2 separate regions of the Danio rerio genome follow, and region 2 is linked to region 1. Evidence: chromatin contacts called from public Micro-C data. All regions are on one chromosome and are shown on one strand. The core of a region is the stretch at or near the end of the contact, and the rest is flanking DNA. Distances in the headings are between cores, read along the strand shown. Region 1 holds the start of prodha (proline dehydrogenase (oxidase) 1a). Region 2 holds the start of fpgs (folylpolyglutamate synthase).

Region 1 (6,840 bases), core at 3,255-5,754:
AAGAGCAAAGTTTATTGAATAATCTTAATTGCTTATAATTCAATGCTCAGACTTCGTCTGATTAGGATAAAACCAACAAGTGTTATTATACCACAAGCAACAGCAATAGAAAAATAACTGCTTCACAACATTCTCCAGAGACAATACAGACCTTAAAATGGAGACTTCTCTGATCTCTTACTTATGAAAACAAGTGTCGCTTAAATAAGATTATAACAATATAAAAAAATTAAATAATAATAAAGCAATAATTATATGAAAATAGTTATAATAAAGTATAAAACATAATCGCATGACAAATAATAATAATTAAATCATCAACAAATCAATTAAATGACAATAATAATTTAAATGACTAATGCTCAAAGGATTAAATTAAATAATTATATAAAGAATAAATGAATGTAAACAAATGAAAATCAAACACAACACAAATGAATGGTTGTTTTCTTGAAACTACACACAAATAGTTGGTTACAAAGATTCGCAGATGCTTAGTTAGATTCTTCACTAATAAATAAAGAGAAATATTACAATTTTCTCGTGGCGTCTTTTATTTATTTATTTTTTTAAATGAATTATTTATCGAAATATGTGATTTTATTTATTTTTTTAATATTTGTTTTCCTCAGAAACTCTGGAAACACATCAAACACAATTATGAGCAGAAGGAGGAATAATAACGGGGGATTTGATGCAGCCAGTGGAGCCTTCAGTCATCCGTTCTGTCATCATCCAGCTCTCATGTGGGCCTGACTGAGGATCCGCTGGTGTTTTCAGTGTTCTGCGACCGGTGTTTTCCACCATCCAGCCGGATTGAAGATCTGCGGACACAAACAGAGACTGATCACTGAATTATTGTTGTGTGTTTTGTCACATTCTTCCTCATTTGTAATGTGCTTATAATTTAGTTCTGTATTAATAAACTCAACAATGAAACTCATGTTCAGTTGATGTGTTGTTAGTTATGATGTTTTGGCTTTATAAGAATTCAAAGAGAAATTTAGCATTGGTGATGTGTCATATAATTTAGATCTCAAAATTGCCCGGCCAAAAGGTTAGTACTATGAAAATTGAAATCCAAAACTAGGAATATTGGTAAAATTATTGTCTGTGGTTTATTTTTATGTGAGATTTACATCTACTTTTTACCTTTTTTTTTTTAAGCAGTAAAAACTTCAGTTAAAAATAATGAGTGTTGAAGACAAAGATACAATTGTATAAGTTTTTTAAGAAGGATTTAATATTTTATTAAAAATAACAAATGCAATTCAACTTCTATGTTGATTCCATTTGATTTTCCTTAATAAAAATGTCAATAATAATCAGAAGAGGCAAGAACTGTATTTATATGTGTATAGATAAGCAATATTTTTCATTGTTTTAGGACAATAAAAATTAATAATACTATAATAATAATTAGTATTTAAAACATCATTATACATTTTTATTTTTTCTAAGATATATTTATTGGGTTTTGTTTGAACTACTGAAAAAAATAAAAAGGCCAATGGTTAAAAATGTGAATTTAAATATGTAAATAAATTACAAAAATACTAATAATAACTACATAAAAAAAATTAATAATAACAATGTTCAGTGCATTTTTGTACCTTGCATTTGACAGCTTTCCAGTGTTACTGGTTAAACAAATTTGTTAATTGTCGGTAAATGTAACATCTGAGGGTTTGAAAGCTCGAACATCAAAAAATGTTGTATGCTTCACCTGGTTCAAAAAGTGTTTTGAAGGGGGGGCATATTTTATAAAAATCTTGTAATTTTCAGAAGATGTCAGCTTCTCCAGAGCAAGATTGCTAGTCATTTTTTAAAATCCACTGACCACAGGATGGCCTTTTGAGTTTTTTCAATTGAAAATAATAACACGCTTTGCTTGGAGTAAACTAAAATCTAATAGTTTGCATTTGCTTGTGTTCAGATTCAGGTTTACAGGGTATACATCATTTAAGAACCAAATGTTTATTTTCTTCAATTAATTTACCAATGATGATAAGAATCTCTTTCCAATTTTTTTGGATCTCATATCACTCCCATTCACAATGATAAAAGGTACCCACTTCTTTATTGCATTTTGTACAACTATAAGGAATATAAATCTATATATGCACTTTAGCTGGTGCAACGTAAGTTTGTAGGAGCCATTTCAGTAATTTACAACTTATGTTAAAAATGTTATGTTCAAGAAGACACATTACTATTATTTTTTTAGCTGCAAGAGCTCTTCAGTTAACAACAATGAATATTGAAGACCCAATAACATTATTTTTATTTTTAAAAAAGAATTTAATATTTTATTAAAAATAAGAAATGCATTTCCATTTTAATATATAGATCTCATGAATAAGTTTATTTTTGGTAAAAAAAAATTCAGTTTACATTTAGATTAAATGTGCTTTTTTAATATTTTAAAATAAAATTATAGGTATTTAAATACTACTACTACTAATAATAAAAAGTCGTTAGTGAATTTATCAAAAATGTTGTATATATAATTTTCTGATAATTTAGCTAATGATTCACAAACAACTGAAATGTTGTCCAGAATCTGAGGTCGGTCTGTTAAAAGGCAGAAGAAGGCAGTATCTGTCAAAACAAGCTTGATAAATTACTTTATAAATTAATTAATTGTGGAGAAACTTAAAAGAAAAGGGTATTTATGCAATGCAGCTTCTATATTTCTATATTAACCCTTTATCAGGCAAAGAACCATAAATAGTAAGTTCACTGACATTGAATTAATATAACATTGTACGTCTTAATATTTAAAAGTCTTGTTACTCCAGTCTAATTCCAGGGTCTTTCCTGTGAATTTTTCAATTAGTGTCCAATAAATGTAAAGTCTAGAATACAGGATACACTTGTGAATACGCACACAAGTATAGCATAATGTTTGTGACTGTACAATTATTACTTTTTATGTTGCTGTGAGCGATGGCATAGGATTTAATGCAATTTATTGGGTCATTTGATAATGTTTTTTTTTCATTGAACTTTTTTATTTTATTTTGAACTTTTATACCCCACACAACATGAAATTCACAATACAAAAATCAACGTTCAGGAAAATAATGTAAACAAAGTACAATAAAAATAATAGCAAATAAAAAAAAATATAACAAATATAAAATAATACAACACACATTCAAATTGACAACCCTTCAATTTTCATTTTATGTGCTCTCCAAATATTGAAAAAAGCTACCCCATTTCTGATTAAAAGTATGAGTGGAGTCCTGAAGTCTCGCCAAAACACGTTCAGTAAGTCTTCAGCTCAATTCACTCCTTAAAAGAGGGAGTATCTGAGTTCTTCCAATTTCGCGGTACAGTCTCACAGCAATAATACATTCTGCGCTGACTAGCCCAGTCTGTGCTTTAGATATTCCGTTTAGTAAAGTGAATGTATCACCAGACAGACTCTTGGAATAAGGTTGTCCCAGCCATTTCTCCAGGTTCTGAATAACTCTTGATGGAGCCACCACAGTTCCGCATCAAATGTAAAAAAATGCCCACAGAATGACCACATTTTCAACAGAGGTTATAATTTAATAATGTAATAAATATTTAGAATATTTTACATTACTGTGATGGGTTGAGGTGGCGGTAGACGTTAATAAAATACAGTTAATGGTTAATTTAATAAATAATATAAAATTATTCTTAACATTGCCCGCAGCTGCATCCCTTCTAAAGTGACGTTACAAGAAAGGGACCTGCTTTGATGTTTTAACATATAATGACCACACAGTGTCACTAGATCATCTTTATATTTCATGAGCTTATTTTCTTAGTAAGAAATAAACAAGTGTGAAGGACTGATCATGTTCTCAATAGACAAACCAGTAAAACCACTTTCGGGACATACATAATTTAAACCAACACCCATCCACAGAGATCAGGGAGAGAGCTTGTAATCATGGACTTTTTGTCTTTATTCAGTAAATACACAAATGCTGAGTCGAAAAGACAATATATTGGTGCTGAGCCAAGATTAAACACATCCAAAATATATATTTGATACATATTTAACACACACACACACATACATAAAAGCAAAACTATTCAAAATAATTTGTTACAAAGATATTTAAATGTGTATGGTATATCTATCTAAATATTTCTTATATATATATATAAAAAAAAATCTCTCCGTTAAACAGAAATTGGGGAAAAAATTAACAGGGGTGCTAATAATTCAGGGGGCTAATAATTCTGACTTCAACTGTATATATGTATGTATATATATATATATATATATATATATATATATATATATATATATATATATATATATATATATATATATACCTACATACATACATACATACATACATACATACATTACATATATATACATACAGTTGACTCATATCCAAATGAGTCAATCCTCTACGTCTGCAACCGTGAGCCAATCAGGACTCAGAGCGTAGCATCTCATTTACATATTTTAAGCGCGCTTTAACAACCCCACCACCCGAGCCGTTTCCCCCTCATTCATCCAGAATCATCTATCGCTCTGTCGGAGCCGCTCCTCAACACAAAACATGTCGTACTCGAAAGTTATATACAGAGTAAAACCGACTCGTTTATTCGGCGTGAGGCTTCGCTCAACAGTCGCATCAACCCAGCACAAAGAGCTGAAGACGGATGAAGCGCCTCTGGAGCAGTCCTGCGCCATCCTGGAGACCCCGTGCGATGTGGATCTGATCGGGGGGAAGAAGGCGCACATCGGCGGCCAGAGGATCTCCATCGACTTCGACAACACACGAGAAGCCTACAGGAGCAAACACACTCTGGAGCTGCTCAGGAGTCTGCTGGTGTTCAAACTCTGTACATTTGACTTCCTGGTCGACAAAAATAAAGAGGCGAGTTTTACTTTTGTTTTTTGTTTTTGTCGGGGAGGATAAGAGCTTGAGCTCGGTAACCTGTCATGTCATGTGTAATGTCATATAAGTTAACGTTAATACTGAATGGAAACCGATATATGGAATATAATCATAATTTAATACTCAATATATGTATATATTTAATACTTAACATAAAAATAAAAGATATACCAAAACCTATTAACGTTAAATGTAAAAAAAAAAAAGAGTTTAGGAGCTAGGTAACCTGAATATAGGCAAATATTAGGTGTATAATACTAAATGAAAACAGGTAACTTTATATGTAATATCATCAATATTTAAGACTCAATCAATGCAACTATATATCTATTTAACATATGGAAAAACCTCTGCACCTGAGCTCGGTAAAGTGTATGTCATATCACACGTATAACGTTAATGCTTACCGTTATATATTCATTCATTTATTTTCTGGTCGACTTAGTCCCTTTATTAATCTGGGGTCGCCACAGCAGAATGAACCGCCAACTTATCCAGCAAGTTTTTACGCAGCGCATGCCTTTCCAGCCGCAACACATCTCTGGGAAACATCCACACACATTCACACACTCACTCATACACTATGGACAATTTATCCTACCCAATTCACCTGTACTGCATGTCTTTGGACTGTGGAGGAAACCGGAGCACCCGGAGGAAACCCACGCAAATGTAGGGAGAACATGCAAACTCCACACAGACATGCCAATTGAGCCGAGGCTCGAACCAGCGACCCTACTGCGCCACTGCTTCGCCCAACCGGTATATATAATGGCATCAATATAACACTGACACTCAGTGTTGCTATATCAAGCCCGTAGGGGTGGTTATTTTTTTTTCTCTAAAAAATTACCTTTTTGCAGTTATTTAAGGTTTAAATACTGCATTTTTGTGACATTTTAAACACTAATTTGTGCTGGATTAGCTGGTCGGATGGTTTTCATAACCACATTTTTTGATGGAACAAAAATACTTCCTATACATTTTTGTCAAAGTGCTTATTTTACTATTTTTTTGTTTAGAAAAATGTGTTAATTCACAAATGTGCTTTTTTACAAAAGTTGTTGCAGTTTTATCAATAATGTAGTGAGATTAGAATTTTAGAAATATGAAAAAAACTATTTTAAATGCTAATTTATTATCCATCAAAAAAACAACAACAAAAAACAACAACAAATAATTAGGAATCTGTTAAAATTTATAAAAAATTAAATTAAAATTAAACTAAAAGCCTTCTTTTTATTGGTTATTCTTCTTAAAGCCTTCTCTTTTGGTCATTTTACACTTTATGATGGCATGCTGTCAAAAATGGGATAAATGAGCTACAATAGGGGCCAAATTCTGGACTTTGTCGAACTACCCGGACCCCCCTGGCTAAAGGCCTGTATATATGTAATATTAAACAAATAAAAAAATACATAAAAGTGTGTAAAGCAAAACTCTGTTTAGAATAAAAAAAAAAAAGAAGTTTAAACTTGAGCTCGGTAAGCTGAAAATGTAACATCATATGTATAAAACTGAATGAAAGCTGCTATATTTTATATGATCAATATTTAATACTCATAGCCAAATATTACAATGCAAGTAATATTATGTCATCAATAACACTCAGTGCATGTATCTAATATATGTAATATATGAAAAATAAAATACTTTAAAAAGTTTAGCAAAACTTTATACATGTAAAAAAGATGTTCAGAACTTGAGCTTAGTAACTTGTATATGCAACATATGTAGCATATAATACAAATAAACTATTTATATATACTCAATATATACAGATTTTTCTATTTTTATATGTATAATATATAGACCTTTATGAAATGTATCATATATATCATATCTATCACACATTCACAAATATAATGTACATTTTAATGACTAGGATCTATAAATACGTAGAATCCATAACTAATTCTTATTTATTTATTTATTTTTT
Region 2 (7,041 bases), core at 1,439-3,938, 230 kb after region 1:
AAATAAAAAAATAACATCTTTTTAACTTTCATTTAATGTTTAAAATGCAAATCCAATTTGATTAACTTTATTTGGTGAACAAAGCAAGTCTCATATAATATATCTACTAAAAGACAGAAAATATTATTGTACAAACTGCATTGTGCATGAATCAGATGAACATTTTCATATTAGTCAATAATATTACTGAAATTAATTTAAAAAACTGAATAAATATAGATTTACACACATCTACTCAAGTAAATGAACAGAATTTATGATGGGCTAAATATCTGCTGAATTTTGTGGAAATCTGTGGTAAATCTGCGGAATTCTGCGCTCGCAGATTCCATGTAGGCCTACTTAAAGGTAATGATTATAATGATAATATTATTTTTTACAGCAGTTCAGTTGTTTTAGCAGCTTTCTTATTTTGCGATAGGCAAACAGATTGATTTTATAGTTTTAAGACAATATAAAATGTTCTATAATTAGGCAAACACTGAATAGCTACATTTGTGAAGATGGAAGAGGCCACAAAGAGTTAAAAACAGTAACATATAGTCCATTTCCTTACAATCTGACTCCCAAATCATAAATGCATAAGTTGGCGGTTCATTCCGCTGTGGCGACCCCGAATTAATAAAGGGACTAAGCCAGGGGTCACCAACATGGAGGATCACATGTGTTGCCCGCAGGCCTGTTCTAAAACCTCTCTGACAGGTCATTCAGGGTGTCTTGGAGGGGAGAGGTGTCCAACCTACAGCATCTAAACACTGGGGTACCTCAAGGCTCTGTTCTTGGGCCACTTCTCTTCTCCATCTACACATCATCTCTAGGACCAGTCATCCAGAGACATGGATTCTCCTACCACTGCTATGCTGATGATACCCAGCTATACCTCTCTTTTCATCCTGATGATCCCTCGGTTCCAGCTCGCATCTCAGCCTGCCTGTTGGACATTTCACACTGGATGAAAGATCATCATCTTCAGCTGAACCTCGCAAAAACGGAAATGCTTGTAGTTTCTGCCAACCCGACTCTACACCATAACTTTTCAATCCAGATGGATGGGGCAACCATTACTGCATCCAATATGGTGAAAAGCCTTGGAGTAACGATTGATGACCAACTAAACTTCTCTGACCACATTTCTAGACCTTCTCGATCGTGCAGATTCACACTCTATAACATCAGAAAGATCCGACCCTTCTTATCTGAACATGCAGCTCAACTCCTTGTTCAAGCTCTTGTTCTCTCCAAACTGGATTACTGCAACTCTCTACTAGCGGGGCTTCCAGCTAACTCTATCAAGCCTCTTCAGCTGCTCCAGAACGCAGCAGCACGAGTGGTCTTTAATGAACCGAAACGAGCACATGTCACTCCGCTGCTCATCCGTTTGCACTGGCTGCCAGTTGCTGCTCGCATCAAATTCAAAGCTTTGATGTTTTCCTACAAAGCAATTTCTGGCTTTGCTCCTTCTTATCTGTTCTCACTTCTGCAGATCTATGTGCCCTCCAGAAACTTGCGTTCTGTGAATGAACGTCGCCTCGTGGTTCCATCCCAAAGGGGGAAGAAATCACTTTCGCGAACGCTCACGCTCAATCTGCCCAGCTGGTGGAATGAACTCCTTAACTGCATCAGAACGGCAGAGTCACTCGCTGTTTTCAAGAAACGACTAAAAACTTCACTTCACTTCCTAATCTGCAATTGCCTCTCTGGATATACCACTAACTGTACTCAAAAAAAAAAAAAAAAGACTAATACTACTAATACTTTCCTACTTAGACTTTACAGACCTGAAACTTGCCTACAGCACTTATTCATTGTTGCTCTTAGTTGTGTAAATTGCTTCCTTGTCCTCATTTGTAAGTCGCTTTGGATAAAAGCGTCTGCTAAATGACCAAATGTAAATGTAAATGTAAATGTAAAAATAGCTCACCATAGCGCCACTTACCAGGAAGTTCCATCTAATATAGAAGTAATCATTTAAAAATGTTAATATTTGCAGAGAGATATAAAAATAAAGTGTTGCACATCGATACATTAAATACGATACGTTAAATCATTGTTGAAATTGGTATTTGAGAAGTGTTTATCAAACTGGTAGCCCTCCACATTGATCAGTACCCAAGAAGTAGCTCTCAGTTTCATAAAGGTTGGTGACCCCTGGACTAAGCTGACAAGAAAATGAATGAATGAACTTTGTAAGTAAAAATGTAGGTTTAAAAATGTGGACTGTCCAGCAGACGGCGGTGTCGTATTATAAGTAAGAACCAATGCGCATGCGCAGTACGACGTCTACTAGCTCTCGAAGACACCTGACACGTGAGAAGCGTTTCAGCAGCTCTGCATGGCAAATCAGAGAAATCCAGTGTTTTAACATGCACCTCTGCAGCGCCACATGTTTCTGCGAGATTATTGACACGCAGCCTGGTTAAAACAGGATAAACATCTGCTGTAGCTTGACTCGACAGCGAACTGGAATTGTAACGTTGATTCAACTATTCGCTCTGCAGCCTATCTTGACTTTGCATCTTCCGCGTCACAAAACCATCATTTATTTCTGCTCTACTTCACGCAAACTGCTGTCATCCACACTGGCGATGATAAACAACAAACAGTATAGTGAAATCTGTATGGCGAGCAGGAAGGAGGCGTGGCATGACGCGAGAGTTCACTATTGACAGGAAAACTCCCCAAATTTGGTGCTGCTTCCTGCACTCTCCGGGCCACCATGCTGCTGTTCCGCGTGCTGGAGAATTTACGCGCGTGGACTGAAGTCTCGGCGCGTAACCGACACTGGACCAGCATTGTCGGGCTGTCAGTGAGATTTTCCAGCACTAAAGCTGCTCCGCGGTACCGAAGAATGGACTATCAGGTACAGTGCTCGAATATCTTCATCCATATGTTTGTCTGTGTGCTTATCTATGGGAATTATTGATTATAGTTAGTGAGTTTGTGCACTTTTGTTTGGACTTTGAAAGTTTTTTTTTGGTTCGGTTGAAATAGTACTGTTAATCCAGCGCACGCGGCTGATTCACCGTTGACAATTGTTACATCAGCCGTTGAGTTTAAAACCAAAGAGCGCGATTATTTGGTGTACCGTTAATCTACGCGTGGTTACAGTGAAGTCTCTTTGCTTATAATGTTACAGTGTTAAAATAGCAATAACTAACTTATATATGTATTTACCTTCATGTTGTTAGCACTTTTTTTTAAAATAGGAACTATTTGCTTTTAGTCCACATCCCTGTATTTTCAAGTAACTGTTGAGTAACTGTTACAGCTGTTGACGGTAAATATTTTTGGTGTAACGTTAATCAGCACGTTTATCGCGAACTTCATAAAAGTAACGGCAATGTTTATGTACACTAATAAAACATTTATAATTGACAAAGAAATATATATTTATTTTAATGTTGTTAGCACTTTTAAAAAAATAGGTACTATTTGCTTTTTGTCTATTTTCCTGTATTATCAAGTAACTATTACAGCTGTTATCGGTAAATAGTTTTTGGTGTAGCTTAATCTGATTAATCTGAGCGTGTTTATTGCGAATTCCATAAAACGTTAATGTACACTCATAAAACTTTATAATTACCAAAGTAATATATATATTTATTTTCATGTTGTTTGCACTTATAAAATAGTTACTATGTAACTATTGCAGCTGTTAATGGTAATTTCTTAATCTGTACATGCTTATCACAAACTTCATAAAAGTAACGTTAATGTACGTGGATAAAACATTTTTAGTTAACAAAGTAATACATGTATTTAATGTTATGCTGTTAGCACTGTTAAAAATAGGTACTATTTGCTTTTCATTCATTTTTCTGTATTTCAAATTAATTGTGCTTGTTTATCGCCAACTTTGGTGTAATGTAATTCTGCGTGTGTTTATTTTGAATTTCATAAAATTTCGACCACATCCCTGTATTTTTTAAATAGCTGTTAAAGCTAAATATTTTTTGGTGTAACATTAATTTGTGTGTGTTTATCGCCAACTGCAGTAAAGTAACATTAATTTACACTGATAAAAATGTATATATGACAAAGTAATATATTTATTTTCATATTGCTTGCAATTATTAAATAGATACTGTATGCTTACGTTGAGGTAAGGATGGTTTTATATTGGGACTTTCCCCTTAATCATATCATTTAAAACAAGTATGCTTTGCCAATTCAAAATAGTAAAATCCTATTAGCAGCCAATGACTATCAAAGGCCAACATTGTTCACAGTCAATTAAATAGTGCTAATGTTGTTTTGATTTGAAGTCATACTTGCGTGTGATTTCTGACTGAATATTCAAAGTACCATGGTATTAAGTTGTCACTGAATGAATGTGCGAATACAAAACCAACTTTATCTCCATTATGCTTACGGTTGCTTTCCCTGTATTTACAATTAAGGATTAAAGCTGTTAACGGTAATGTTTACCTGTAGGAGTTAAGTTTTTGTATTGAACTCCATAATAGTCATTATTAGTTTACATAATATTAAAGTGTTAGTACTATAAACATTTAGTAGCTATTTTAGGCTATCGTTGTCAAAACCACGTCATGTTCTGCATGATCTCATTCAGGCCATGTGCTTAGTGTTCAGGCAGCCATAACTCAGGATTAAATACATGTGGCTGTGGAAAAAGATTCTGTTTTATTCATGATTGAGTGAGCGAGATGTGCTATTTATATTTATTATTACTAAATGCTTAGTACACAGCAGTTTCATCAGTCAGCGTTAAAGAGATAGTTTACCCAAAAATGAATATTTGCTCTTTGTTTACTCACCGTCAGGCCACTCAGATGTCGTAATTTATGTTCTTCACAGAGACTCTTGTTAATTAATAAGTCTCAGTTGCTCGTATCAATCATTTATTCATTCATTTTCATTCGGTTTAGTTCCTTTATTTATTAGTGGTCGCCACAGTGAAATGAACCGCCAACTTATCCAGCATATGTTTTACACAGTAGATGCCCTTCCCAACCCAGTACTGGGAAACATCCATACACATTCATTCCCATACACTACGGTCAATTTAGTTTATTCAATTCACCTGTAGCGCATGTGTTTGGACTGTGGGGGAAACCAGAGCACCAGGAGGAAACCAATGCCAACACGAGAACATGCAAACTCCACACAGAAAGGCAACTAACACAGCCGGGACTCAAACTAAAGAAATTCTTGCTGTTTGTCAAAAGTGCTAACCTCTGAGCCACCGTGTCACCCTGCTTGTATAAATCATCTGATCGTTTTCACCAACCAAAACATTGAGCGGTGACCGATAATATGTAGTCGTCACTTGTAATTTGATTGCACTACAACAGCCAGAAATTCTGGCTAAACATTGACTAAATATTATGAAACAGTTCTGAAGTTCAGTGTTACTTGAAAAGCTTTAGTTTGTACAGACTACAGCCTCAGATGGACATTTTCTGTTTTCTGTTTTTGAATATCAGCTCAAAAATAACTTCCAGCAGAGTTATAGATCAGGATTGGATCTAAACGTTACATGAGGCATTCAGAAGCTCCATGTGCTGGTGTTTGAGATGCTGAGATGGCATGAAGTTGTTGAGATCCTGTGTCATTATGAATGTGTTTCAGGATGCGGTTTGCACCCTCAACACCCTCCAGACGAATGCCAGCGCTCTGGAGCAGGTGAAGCGAGAGCGGGGACATCCTCAGCTCCAGCTGCAGGCCATGAGGGGCTTTCTTCAGCGAGCAGGACTCAAGGTATAATCACACACAAGCAACATTAGTATAAATCAAGACTGGGGTGGACGGTATGGCTGAATCATTTTATCATGCTAACTGTGTTACTCTAATGAAAGACTTATGTTAATGTTAATTAGCCTTTAATTGACATTTTGACTGCTTAGTTTAAGGATAATTTAGTTTTATGTTTTTACGAATGTTGAATACATAAAGATTCCAGAATTGCATTATTTTAGCATTTATATCTAAAATATAAGTTAATTAATACTGTATAATTGATTTATAATATTTACTATTATTTTTATTCAATTATTATATCGTATTATACAATACATTTTATTTTAAATGCCTACATAATTTCTGTAGTGATTTTAGTTTTAGCTTTTTTTATATTTATCTAGTAAAGATTGTTTACAGTGTTAGTATGTGAAAGTGCATCCAGTTTTTATAATTGCATTGCTTAAGCCTATATTTGAAAAATAAATATTTTGAATATTTACAATAAATTAAATAAAACTGTATGTATTTGATGCATATGTTTTGTATGAGATGTATGCAATATTCAAACTAAAAACAAAACTATTTACATTTTTAATTAGTCGACTAAAGCATTTCACTCTACCTGGACTTCTTATTTTAATCACTTTGATGATGCTTTAGGTAATATTTTTTATTATAGTATAATAGTATAATCATAATATCTGTGTTATATACATATTAGGGCTGCACATTATATAATTTCAGCTTGATATCGCAATGTGCAAATCTTTAATAGTCACATTGCAGGATCTGCATTGTCAACTTGGAATTACAATGAACTCCAAAACACAGTTCAGAACATGCAATTTGTGGAGTCGTTGTAAAGTTTAACTCTAATTTAATATTATGAAAGACTTATTTATCTGTCTGTTACTGTAACTTTTCAAGTGAATTTAAAACGTTTGGGCAAAGAAAAAATAAAATTTGGTGTTTTAATGAAGATAAATTGTGTTTAATCATTTAATGCAATAGAATAAAGACTATTTAGTGTTATTTTGCATTTGATTATTGAATTTCTATACTTACATACTGTTAAATTCCACTCAAAAACCAAAAAGTATTGTTTATTTAAATATTTATTTTATTGTTTTCATCTGTGCATTTATTCATAATAAATATAATAATTTTTATTATATATTTTATTTTAAAAAATTATACATTTTATTTAATTATTTATAAATAAATAAATATTTCTATTTTTTATTTACTTCTAAATAAATCAATAATTAATATTTTTATATATATATATATATATATATATATATATATATATATATATATATATATATATATATATAT

Evidence for each region. Hi-C and Micro-C count contacts between places; a contact is called where the count stands out from the background.
Region 2: a Micro-C map of caudal fin shows a contact between it and region 1, with 5 times the contacts expected there. The contact joins the promoter of fpgs here to the promoter of prodha in region 1. A contact is called at or near these places in 2 of 18 Hi-C or Micro-C datasets (caudal fin and hematopoietic stem cells).

Annotation. Positions count from the first base shown.
Region 1 is chr21:7,142,975-7,149,814 of GRCz12tu, forward strand. prodha (proline dehydrogenase (oxidase) 1a) reads left to right here and starts at 4,505. Exons shown (of 15, transcript XM_005160994.6): 1 at 4,505-4,880. The coding sequence starts at 4,560. It overlaps uqcr10 (ubiquinol-cytochrome c reductase, complex III subunit X), which reads left to right. Exons shown (of 2, transcript NM_001302478.1): 2 at 633-943. The coding sequence ends at 680.
Region 2 is chr21:7,372,732-7,379,772 of GRCz12tu, forward strand. It overlaps fpgs (folylpolyglutamate synthase), which reads left to right and starts at 2,689. Exons shown (of 15, transcript NM_213437.2): 1 at 2,689-2,860; 2 at 5,593-5,721. The coding sequence starts at 2,717.